Linked DNA regions of Macaca fascicularis: region 2 is linked to region 1. The links are chromatin contacts, called in public Hi-C maps. All regions are on one chromosome and are shown on one strand. Each heading gives the region's core, a stretch centred on a gene start, on an enhancer-like site or on the middle of the called end of the contact. The rest is flanking DNA. Distances are from core to core; before and after follow the strand shown. Region 1 holds the start of SUSD6 (sushi domain containing 6). Region 2 has its middle 37 kb from the start of SRSF5.

The links. Hi-C and Micro-C count contacts between places; a contact is called where the count stands out from the background.
Region 2: a Hi-C map of skeletal muscle shows a contact between it and region 1, with 5 times the contacts expected there. The contact joins the enhancer-like site here to the promoter of SUSD6 in region 1. A contact is called at or near these places in 2 of 2 Hi-C or Micro-C datasets (liver and skeletal muscle).

The regions. Positions count from the first base shown.
Region 1 is chr7:137,529,647-137,535,715 of T2T-MFA8v1.1, reverse strand. It overlaps SUSD6 (sushi domain containing 6), which reads right to left and starts at 3,460. Exons shown (of 6, transcript XM_005561611.4): 1 at 3,228-3,460. It overlaps LOC123574579 (a long non-coding RNA gene), which reads left to right and starts at 3,567. Exons shown (of 2, transcript XR_006699598.3): 1 at 3,567-3,634.
Region 2 is chr7:137,645,313-137,651,381 of T2T-MFA8v1.1, reverse strand. No RefSeq gene overlaps it. Among named protein-coding and RNA genes, the nearest start is that of SRSF5, 37 kb to the left of the region's middle. Within about 2 kb of position 2,836, at least 5 of the 6 cell types and tissues checked have an H3K27ac peak or open chromatin away from gene starts, as enhancers often do.

The sequences.
Region 1 (6,069 bases), core at 2,211-4,710:
GCGAACACCTTCTAACAAGACTTCCATAGTGTCCAGACAGAAAGAAGAGGGAAAATAAATCCTGCTTGTCAGCTTCAACTAGGAGACAGCATGTCAATTCAGGAGCTTAATAACTCACTTCATGTATGGCAATTACACAACCTGGGCCCAGTGGATCTGCTGACGTTCGGGCCTGCAAGTGTGAACTATCTCTTAGTAAATGGGGAACTAGAGGGGAAAGACAACCATGTGTGCCCTCTGGCCTTCCCTCTCTGCTGGCAAGTGGTTCTGCTTCATTCTCCACAGTTCACTTGTTTGGTAGTGAAATAAGGAAGAGTATCTACCTCACTTTTTTTTTTTTAAGATGCTGTATTTCTCCCAGCCCACAAATGATACCAGTAGTAACGTGGTTGTCAGAAGAGCTAAGGATATGAAAAAAGGGCAGAAGAAATATTTGAAGCAAAAGTCAAGTTTTTATGTGGGAAACGGACAAGCAAAGAGGGAGTGAAACAATGTTTCGTAGCAATAAACTTGAAAGAAGTTCTAACTTTTAAGAAACCAGGTGAATTATTACCTTTTGGAAGGGGGGTGTGTGTGTATGTAGAGGGAAGGCTGCCGCAGGAATTGCTGCCCCAGCAAAAGAGCAAAGGAGGATATCCCCTACTGAGAGATGCACCATTACATAAGAACACAAGCTCAGGCCGCACACGGTGGTTCACTCCTGTAATCCCAGCACTTTGGGAGGCCAAGATGGGCAGATCACCTGAGGTCAGGAGTTTGAGACCAGCCTGGCCAACATGGTAAAACCCTGTCTCTACTAAAAATACAAAAATTAGCCAGGCGTGATGGCATGCACCTGTAGTCCCAGCTGCTCAGGAGGCTGAGGCAGAGAATCGTTTGAACCTGGGAGGCGAAGGTTGCAGTGAGCCAAGATTGCGCCACTGCACTCCAGCCTGGGTGACAGAGTGAGACTCTATCTCAAAAAAATAAAAAAGAACACAAGTTCAATCATCACACCTCAGAGACTGGCCAGGAAAACAGACAAAGTGCTGAGATCTCTTTATCTGCCAGCCTGCATCTGTAACACCTCATTCCACCCTTCTTCCTCTTCTATCTCACCAAATTCTGGGCTTTCAGAAGGTAGGCTTCAGCGAAAGAAGTCAAACTCAGCCATTTGACAGTGGATTTGCTCTCAGGTGTTCAAACACTGAGCATCCTGGCACCTGGCTCTATCTAGGTGTAAGTGAGGATTTGTTTCATATGCCATTTCTACTACAATATCCAAAAAATTACTCTGTAGACAGGAAGTCCTATCTATCAGGACTCATACCAATACTGTCCTCTGTTTAACTCGCTGGGCAGAAGTTCTTTCAGCAGCAAATGGCCAACAATGAAAGCTAACAACATAAACCAAAACAAATTGACTTAAAGGCTGTGAGTCCATGAGAGCTGGATTCTGACTTACTCAATGCAGTACCTGCAATACATAGCACAGTGCCTGGCATACATTGTGTATCACATAAATACTTGGGAGTACTGAAGGAAAGAATGAACAAATGACTCTTATGCAAACATACCGTAAGTGTGTACCCTGGAGAAAGAGTTTAGAATGCTCCTGATCTGAGAAACAGCCTGAAGCAGCAGTGCTTTGAGAAGGTTTTAGAAAGACTCCAGGTTCAATTTTACCAAAAGGTAAACAAACCGGAAACCAGCAGTATAATCTAGTAGTTCAGACTGTGGGCTCCACCATGAGATACCTAACTGACACGGGCGAGTTATTTAACTTGTTTGGTTTGGGTCTCAACTAGAAGAATGGGGATAATAATATCTACCTCAAAAGTCTGTTGTTTATTAAATAAGTTCAAAAAAGTAAAGCCCTTAGCACAAAGCTTGGTACTCAGTAAGTCCTCAAGAACCTTTCCATATCATTGCTGCTTAATTAAATACCTTCTTTCCTGAGATGCAGAAATACCTCACCCAACTCCAGGAAAATTTTAATTTCTGGTTGAATATGCTTCTAGCTAAAAACATAAAGCCCAGAGAACTCAGAAGTCAGTGCCAAGCACATGTCTCTACTAGCCTCCACTAGATGGTGACAATTTGGGTGTGGAATTCCCAAAACAGAAAAGGTGTGTGTGCGTAACTCCTATGTATTTTTTTAACACAAGAAGAACGAAAACAGCAAGAAATGAATTAACTACTGTGAAGGGTGGAAAGCCACGCTTCCCATCTCTGTAGATCAAAAAAGGGGGTAAATCCCTAGGCCTAATTGAACCGAGTAATCTTACTGCACCTCTGGAAGAGCACACAGGAGCCCAGTTAGCAAGAGCAACAAAGCCCAGCATGTCGCCTGCCACCGAAAGAAAATTTTGTGGGAACAACAGCTTTAGGCCTCTTTGCCCAGACGCCAACTTCCCTTTAACCAGACCAAGACTTTATTTTGACGCCTCTTTGCTTCTGGGTCTTGCTGTCCGCATAACCACCTCCCCCTCCTGCTCCTAAATTCATCCAGAGTAACTTTTCTCCACTTCAGCAGCTCCCCAGCCACGACTCCCATGAGGGAGAGTCAGATCCACACTCATAGCTGGGGTCTCAAAACCAAGCGTAAAAAAGGAAAGTCTGTATGTACGTGCCTACTTTTTGAAAGAAAAGAGCTGGTTTCGGGGAGTTTAGCCTGGTTAACAAGAGACGTTTTTGAGATTAAAGAGCAGCCGAGGCGCGGGGGCTCCCGAACGCTGCGGAGCGCACAGGCGAGCTCTGAGATTTCCTCAGGAAATCCACCTTCTCTAAGCCAGCCCTGCCCGCCCCAGCGCAAGCCCCGCAGTTTTGCTGGGCTGAGGGCAGTAATGACAGTGGCACAGAGGGCCTCTGCCTACCTCCTCCGCACCCACCGGCACGGCGTCTGGCTCTGCCGGCGCTGCCCCGGCAGCGACGCGGGACGGCGCGCCCCGGACCGCAGGTCACTAAGTTCCCGGCCGCAAACCAGCCGCTGGTCCCCCCGGCCGCGCAGCCCCCACTGCCGGCCCGCCGGCCGCGCCACGCCAGCGCGGGGCTCCCAGCGGCGCGGTTCGCGGCCGGGTGACAGCGGGCCGGCGCAGAGAAGAGCGGGGAGCCGCCGAAGCCGGCCCGGGCTCCGGCCAGCGTCAATCCTGGGCGGTGCGCGCTGGTCCCGCGCCCCTGACAGCCGGCCGGGCGCGTCGGGGGCACAATGCCTGCCCCGCCGCCCCCCGCCCGCCGTGACAACTCACCCGGGAGCCGGCGGAGACCTCCGGGATGGGGGCGCTCACCGCTTCCACGCCGCCGCTTGCGCGCGCCCGCAGCCTTCTCGGGTCTAGGGGAGGCCCCGCTTGCCCTTGTCTAGCTCGCTCTGGCCGGCGCTGTGGGCAGAGGAAGCGGGCGGGAGGGAGGGAGGTGGCGGGGCGGTCGCCGGCTTGGGAGAATAGAACTCGGCGGTAGCGGCGGCTGCAGCGTCCGCGTCACTAACCCAGCTGTACCGCGCGGGCGGGGGAGGCCCCGCGGAGGGGGAGGGGGCGGGGAAGGGGCGGTGCCAGGCGCGCACGCAACAGCGACGGCGTCGCGCCGGCGTCGCGCCGCCGCGACCGCCCCGACCGCCCCGCCGGGAGGCCCCGCACGCACGCGCCGCCGGCCGGGCCAGGTACCCACGGGAGAAGCGACGCGGTTGGGGAGGTGGGGGGTCCTTAAAGGGACAGTCCCTCTGCGCTGGAGTGGATGGGGCGGTGGCACCGACTCAGCTGGACTGTGCGGCGTTTGCAGTGCGCTCTTCAGTTCGTTTACTATTATTATTATTTGCATTATTGAATTACTATGATTTGAAAAGAATTGTACTGCCGTCAGGTTTACAAGGCTTTTGACGCATGTTGCCTTGTTACCTGTTGAATTGCTCGTCTGAACTATCTCTGAAGCAGGTTATTATCTCCCTGTTAAGCAGTACTCTAAACTGGTTCCTAGTCTGCCAACATTAAAGCTGCCCGGGGGGTGGGTGGGGGTGAAAATGCAGATTCGGGGCCCCACCTCCAGCCATTGTGGTTCAGTGGGGTCGGACTTGGGAATCTGTATTTTCACTAGCATTCCGAAGTGAGTGATCCTTCAGCATGCTAAAAGCACACAAGGGATCTCAAGGTTGAGAAAACCGCAGTTGAGGCACGACTGGCAGAGCCCGGGCTAGAGGCCTGCCACATTCCTAACTGTATTTCCCCTCTTGAGCCTTGCCTCCTGGGGCTATTTTCTAGCACATACTGAGTGAGCAGTTTGTGCACTGTATGGCTACATCGTTTATTGGTGATCTCTCATGCAGTGTGTCCTCGGTTTATGTGTTTACAGGGCCCGTGGCGCCTTGATGGGGAGGACTCTGGCTTTTTATCTTTGTGCCCCAGGGCCTTGCACCTTGTAGGTCTCCGAGGTCCTCAATAAATGTTAAGGAACTCCTACTTGTAAATCAGTGGTAGAGTTCACATCTGGACCTACAGACTTGTGTCTTTGCTGCAGCTTGGGTCAGGCAGGCCTCTTCTCCCAGATGCTCTTGGACAAAAGGATACACCTTCTCAGGGCCTCTCACCAGCCCTAGTTCTAGTAGGCTTTCAGGAAAAGTGCTGTGAATTAACAGGGCATGTCCTTGTGAAGTAGCTTGAACCAAATAAACAGGATGCTCCTCCCCATGCACACAGACCCATCCCCAAAAGAACCCTTCCCTTCTGGGCCCCACAGCAACCTGTGGCTTGTTGACTTTTTCATAAGCCTATCCTTGTTCTGCCTTCTTTCGTCCTTGCCTTCTTGGGTCCACACTCATTAGAGAAGATGGGCACCCCTCCCTTCCTGCTCATTTGGGGCCACACTGCCCAGACCACTAGAAGATTGAAAAGCAAACCTCAGAACTACCTGGGTCTGCAGCAGAGCGCAACCAAATCAGTGTGGGCAGCAGGAACACGCCAGGCAGACCCAAGGCTCAGGGAGGGGACAAGGAGGGAAGGAAGCAAGGGAAAGGGATGGAGGAAGAATTGGAGAAGACGAATGGAGAGAAGGAGAAAAAGAAAGAGAAGAAAGGGAAGAAAGCAGGCATGGATGGTTCAGGTCAGATCAACTGCTGAGGTAACTGAGCCCTTGGCTGTGCACTGAAGTCAGTTTGGCCACTAAGAGGCTCAGTAACTTCATGCAAGAACTGCCACCTTATAAAATCCCTTATGAGACCCTATGCAGATCTGTCCATCACTACCCAAAAATCCTCAGCCGGGCACGGTGGCTCACGCCTGTAATCCCAACACTATGGGAGGCCGAGGCGGGCGGATCACGAAGTCAAGAGTTTGAGACCAGCCTGGACAACATGGTGAAACCCCTTCTCTACTAAAAATACAAAAATTAGCCAGGCATGGTGGCACATGCCTGTAATCTCAGCTACTCGGGAGTCTGAGGCAGGAGAATCGCTTGAACTCAGGAAGCAGAGGTTGCAGTGAGCCTAGATTGTGCCATGCACTCCAGCCTGGGTGAGAGAGTGAGACTGTCTCAAAAAAAAAAAAAAAAAAAAAAAATCCTCTCCCTGACCTTCAGGGTCCACAGAATGAACTCAAACTCATCAGCAAGGACTGTAGTATCCTGTGCTCTCCACAATTGGGCCCAAATGCTCTCCATCCCTCCACACACCCCACTCCAGCCTCCCCATACCACCTGCTGGTCTCTAACAAGCCATTCCTGTCACATCTCAGTCACAAACCAGGTGCCCATGCTGTTTCCTCAATCTTGAAGGCCTTCTCCACTTACCCTTCAGAATCTTCCCAAAGCTGCTGCTTCTACTTTTCTGTGGCACTTTGGTTGAGCCCCAAAGTGCCACAGAATAGTATTAAATTAAAAATTTTAAACATTTTAAATATGTATGTATGTATGTATTTTGACGGAGTCTTGCTCTGTCGCTCAGGCTGGAGTGCAGTGGTGTGATCTGAGTTCACGGCAACCTCTACCTCCTGGGTTCAGGGGATTCTCCTGCCTCAGTCTCCTGAGTAGCTGGGATTACAGCTGGGATTAGCATCCATTTCCTTCTGCTTTGAATTGCCAGAATCAGGGTCAAGTCTCCTCCCTTTA
Region 2 (6,069 bases), core at 1,587-4,086, 120 kb before region 1:
GGGAGGCCAAGGTGGGGGGATCACTTGAGGCCAGTAGTTTGAGACCAGTCTGGGCAACATAATGAGATCCCTTGTCTCTATAAAAAATAGAAAAAAATTAGCCAGGTGTCGTGATGGCACCTGTAGTCCCACCTACTCAGGAGGCTGAGGTGGAAGGATCACTTGAGGCCAGGAGGTCGAAACTGAAGTGAGGTATAATTGTGCCTCTGCATCCTAGACTGGGCAAAAGAGCAAGACTCTGTCTCAAAAGAAAAAAAAAGGCCAGAAAATAGACAGACAGTGAAGTTTTTCTTGTATTAAACTTTGTATAAACAATCATCCAAGGCTGGATTACTAAACAGCAATGTGACCTTGGCAAGTCCTTGGTGACACTCAGTAAATACCGGATGGATGGATGGATGGATGGATGGATGGATGGATGGATGCATGAACCAAAGCATTTGTCTGTTTCATCACTCTGGATTGATTATCTCTGTAAAAACAAGCAAGTCAGTCCAGGCACAGTGGTTCATGCCTGTAATCCCAGCACTTTACCCATCCAAGGCTGGGTAAAATAAGGCTGAGACCTACAGGGCTGCATCCCCAGACAGTTAGGCATTCTAAGTCACAGGATGAGATAGAGGTTACAAGATACAGGTCACAAAGACCACACTGATAAAACAGGATGCAGTAAAGAAGCTGGCTAAATCAGCTACTCAGAAGACTGAGGCAGGAGAATCGCTTGAATCGGGAAGCGGAGGTTGCAGTGAGCTGAGATCGTGCCATTGCACACCTACCTGGGCACAAGAGCAAAACTCCATCTCAAAAAAAAAAAAAAAAAAAAAAGAAGCCAGCTAAAACCCACCAAAACCAAGATGATGATGAGAGTGACCTCTGGTCATCCTCACTGCTCATTATACATTAATTATAATGCATTACCATATTAAAAGACACTCCCACCAATGCCATGACCATTTACAAATGCCATGGCAATGTCCAGAAGTTACCCTATATGGTCTAAAAGGAAGAGGAACCCTCAGTTCCAGGAATTCCCACCCCTTTCCTGGAAATCTCAAGAATAATCCATGCCTTGTTTAGCATATAATCAAGAAATAACTATAAATATACTCAGTTGAGCAGCCCATGCCACTGCTCTGTCTATACAGTAGCTATTCTTTCATTCCTTTATGTTCTTCATAAACTTGCTTTCACTTTACTCTGTGGACTGGCCCTGAATTCTTTCTTGCGGAAGATCCAAGAATCCTCTCCTGGGGTCTGGATTGGGAGCTAATAACATATTTAACTCAGATATTAATGGATAGAATGTATCAGATCAGATTACAGTCCTACACTGTCTCAAAAAATAATAATAGTTTTTATTTATAAGATAGGATAGTCTATGGACCTCTGTTTCATGGGTCTCTGCCTGTTGCACCTTCTCCACCCCTGGTAATTATGACACCTAGCACATGCTTTAAAACCTTCTAGGGTGCCCACCTACAAGATACTTCAAGCCAAGAGAATGGCTCTAAAAGCCTTTCACCATAGAGCCACAGTCTCCAGGTCTGAGCCATTTGACAGCACCTTGCCCCCACACCCTCCCTTCCAACCACACCCGGCTCCCAAACTCCCCAACCTCACGACACCACTCACAACTGGGCATTGCCCACCTGTTAGCTCTGCCTAGAATGCCTCTCCCCCTGGCCCATCTCTTCTGCCTGGCAACTAAACTGCTATTTGTTCAAGACCCAGCTCCAAAAGCACTTGCTCTGTAAAGCCCTAGCCAACTGCTCTGCACCCACTTCCCGGCTGCGTGGTCTCCCTGCATCATTCCTGCAACCCTTCTTTCCTCTCTCCTGCCCTCCTCCATCCTTCCTTCCTAATTCAATGAAATACAGGGCTTCTGGGCCGGCCCTGCTAGGCACTAAGGAGTCAAGGTTGAAGAGGGACATGGATCAGTGATAACACTATTAGTGTCAGTCGTGAGAACCTCAAGGACAGAGCAGCTCCGTGTGCCCAACCCTCAGCACCAGCCTGGCACCTTGCAGGTGCTCCAGGCACATCTGTCGAGCGAAAAGATTCTATGGAGGGTGTCCTAACCTCTGGTTCCTCTGAATGTGATCTTATGCGAAAATAGGCTGTGATCAGGTTAAGATGAGTCCTACTGGATTGAGTGGGCTCTAATCCTATAACTCATGCTCTTATAGGAGGAGGGAGATCGGGGCCTGGACATACAGGAAGACAGAAACTGGAATGAGGAGGCATCTGTAAGCAAACCCACAACAAGAACTGCGGGCAGCCGCCAAAAGCTAGAAAGAGGCCAGGACAGACTCTCCCTAGAGCCTGAGGAGGGGACACGGCCCTGCCCAAGCCTTGATTTCAGACTTCTGGCCTCCAGAACTGTGACAGAAGACACCTCTGCTGCCTCAAGCCACCCAGTTAGTGGAATTTGTTACCGCAGCTCTAGCAAACAGAATACAGAGTCCAAGCAGGACTGGCTGTCACACCCCCGACTCCCCGCTGATCCCCGTTTTGATAACCTGGAGGCTAACTCACCCCAAGCCCAAGCGTCGCCTCCAGCCGCAGAAGGCCGCCTCCTCACTCGACACTAGATGGCGCCAGCGGGCTGAGCCGGCCCGGCTTCGTGGGCTCCTGGTGGGTGGGGTGAGTCGCCCGCAGGCCGAGACCCCAAATCCAAGGTGAAGATCAGACATCCAACTTCTTCGAGTTCTTCCCAGGGAGAGCGGCTTTTTTTTCCAGTCAGAGGGAGGAAATCGGACCCTCTGCCCTGGCCCTGCCTGCCCGGCGCGCCCTTGCGCCCTCGGGTCTGAGCTGCCCGTGGTGCTTCCTCCGGCCTCTGCTGCAGGCCCGGGCGCTGCTGAGCCTGCGTGAGGACGCGCACGCGGACCGCGAGGGTGGCGAGCACCCCGGCCTGTGCAGGCAGAAGAATTTGCCCTCGTACTCCGAAGCTGGGGCTTTCTGGGCGTGAGGACGGCTGCCTGCCAAAGGGCATGGCAGCGGGGAAGGAAGACGGGGTGGATCCACTCCTCTTCGTGGATCCTGTATTTTCTTCTTTTTTTTAATTTTAAAATTTTGCATCATTAGTTTTGTTTTGGTTTGTTTTTTGTTTGCTCGTTTTGAGACAGGGTGTCATTCTGGCGCCTAGGCTGGAGTGCATTGGCACGAACACAGCTCCCTGCAGCCTCGATCTCCTGGGCTCAGGTGATCCTCCCACCGCAGCCTCCATACTCTATCCCAGGAATGAAAAACTAGGCCTGCAACAGACCCCGCAGAGCCGTCGGCATGGTGCCCCCAAGATCTGGCCATGGAGAAAAATGGGAGGGGCTAAATTACTGCCTCTCACAGGTGGGCTGTACTCTGGTCCTTCAAGTTCCCTTACATCTTCCTCTGGGAGACACACCACTTCTATTTCACCTCAGAAGCAATTTCCTGAAACAGGCTTTGGTCCTTCCCTCTGAACAAGTGTGATGGACCCTGCTCCACGTCCTGGTCACAGTCCACAGACCCATGCGCTCCAGCCCTCTGCACAGGTTCCCTGCACACACTCTTCCAAATCAAAGCAATTTGTTCATTTCTCTGTCTTTCCCGCCTTTCTTCTCCTTGCTATGCATAGAGATAAGCAGCCTTTTTGATCCCTTTGTTTCTCATTCCTTTCCATACAGTCAGCCACAAAGCTCAAGACGCCTCACCTGAATGATTTTCCCAAATACATGAGCAATTCTGTGAATTCTAACTAAGTCAAGCCCCCCTTCTGCTCTCATCACCTGAGGGCTAATGAACATCTTTTACCAGATGCCTGCAGCGGTCTTTCCAGTTGGTGTCCACTCCAATCCACTGTCCATCAAGCTCTTTCCTGATATGTTACACTGAGAGCACACCATTCTTCTCTTCAGTATCCTTCAATGACTCCCATTTGCCTGCAGAATCACATCCATATCCTTAGTATGGCATTGAAAGTCCTGCCCCACTGGGTGCCTTCTTCCCTTTCTCACTAGTTCCCTCATCAGCTCCCTCCATGCTGGCTGCCTGCCCATTCTCTGAATGTGTTCTTTTTTTTTTCTTTGACAGAGCCTCACTCTGTCACCCAGGCTTGAGTGCAGTAGCACCATCTCAGCTCACTGTAACCTCCACCTCCTGGATTCAAGTGATTCTTCTGCCTCAGCCTCCCGAGTAGCTGGGACTACAGGCAAGAGTCACCATGCTGGGCTAGTTTTTGTATTTTTAGTAGAGACGGGGTTTCATCATGTTGGCCAGGCTGGTCTCAAACTTCTGACCTCAAATGATCCGCCCACCTCAGTTCTCCCAAAGTGCTGGGATTACAGGCATGAGCCACCGCACTTGGCCTGCATGTGTTCTGGTCGTGGGAAGAAGCCCTGGTCCAACCCCCACTTCTGAGACTGAATGTATGAGTTTGCTAGGGCTGCCATTACAGTCTTCCATAGACTGGGCAGCCTGAACAGTCCATAGACTGTTGTTTAAACAACAGAAATTTATGTTCTTACATTCTGGATGCTGGAAGTCCAATAGCAGGATGTCAGCAAGTTTGGTTCATCCCCAGGCCCGTGAGGGCAAAATCTGTTCCAGACCTCTCCTTGGCTCATACAAGGCTGTCTTCTCCCCGTGTCTTCACATCATCTTCCATTTCCTCTTCTTGTAGGGACACCAGTTATATTGCATTAGGGCCATCGGGTGACCTTATTTTGACTTAATTACCTCTTTAAAGACCCTATCCCCAAATACGATCACATTCTGAGGGACTGAGAGTTAGGACTTCAACACTCCAACATATGAATGGGGGGAAGGGGGAACAATTCCATCCATAATACTAAAAGTCCCAACAAATAATTTTAATTTTCCGGATAAAGTAGATGAAAATAGCAGGCAATGAGAATTGTTTATTGTTCTTAAGCAAGGCCCTGCAGGTAGCTGTGTGACCTGTCCCATAAGGCAGATTACTAATTTGCAACAAGAGATCAGATAAATTTTTAAAATTTCTTGTTAACTTATTCCTTCTATTCCTTCTGTATCTAGGTAGCATGCCCTTTTGTTTGTTTGTTTGTTTTTTGAGAAGGCGTCTCGCTCTGTCACCCAGGCTGGAGTGCAGTTGTGCGATCTTGGCTCACCACAACCTCCGCTTCCCGGGTTCAAGCAATTCTCCTGCCTCAGTCTCCCAAGTAGCTGGGATTATAGGCGCCTGCCACCACATCCAGCTAATTTTTCTGTTTTTAGTAGAGACAGGGTTTCACTATGTTGGTTAGACTGGTCTCAAACTCCTGACCTTGTGATCTGCCCGCCTCGGCCTCCCAAAGTGCTGGAATTACAGGCGTGAGCCACTACGCCCTGCCCTTTTGTTTTGTTTTGTTTTGAGACAGGATTTCTCTCACCCAGACTGAAGTGCAGTGGTGTGAACCCAGATCACTGCAGCCTCAACCTCCTGGGCTCAAGCAATTCTTCCATCTCAGCCTCCCAAGTAGCTGGGACCACAGGTGTGCACCACAATGCCCAGCTATTTTTTCTAATTTTTGGTAGAGATGAGGGTCTCACCATGTTGCCCAGGCTGCTCTTGAATTCCTGGGTTCAAGAGATCCTCCTGCCTCAGCCTCCCATGGTGTTGGGATTACAGGCATGAGCCACTGTGCCCAGACCGTTTCACTTTTTAATATATAATTTTAGTTTAATTAATTTATTAAACAGGTAATACATTCACTTGCTTAAAAATTCTGAAGTACAAAAGGGTGTAGAAGATTCTTCCTCCCATGTCACTCTCCCAAGCACCAGAATCTCTCTCCAGAGTCACCCAGTGCTCTCAATGTCTGGGGTGTATTTACAGACATCCTCTGTGCATACAGAAGCAAGCACATTGACACTGTTTCTCTCTTTTTGTATACAAATGATTGCATTTCTATACTTGGCCTATTCTATACCTGGCCTATTTCTTCTATTCCTCCATACTTGGCCTTTTTCATACAATGTATTCTGCGATTGGTGCCAGGCTGTATTATTCTTTTTTTTTTTTTTTTTTCTGTATGCCTTTTATGTTTGGATATATCATATGTATTTAACCAGCCC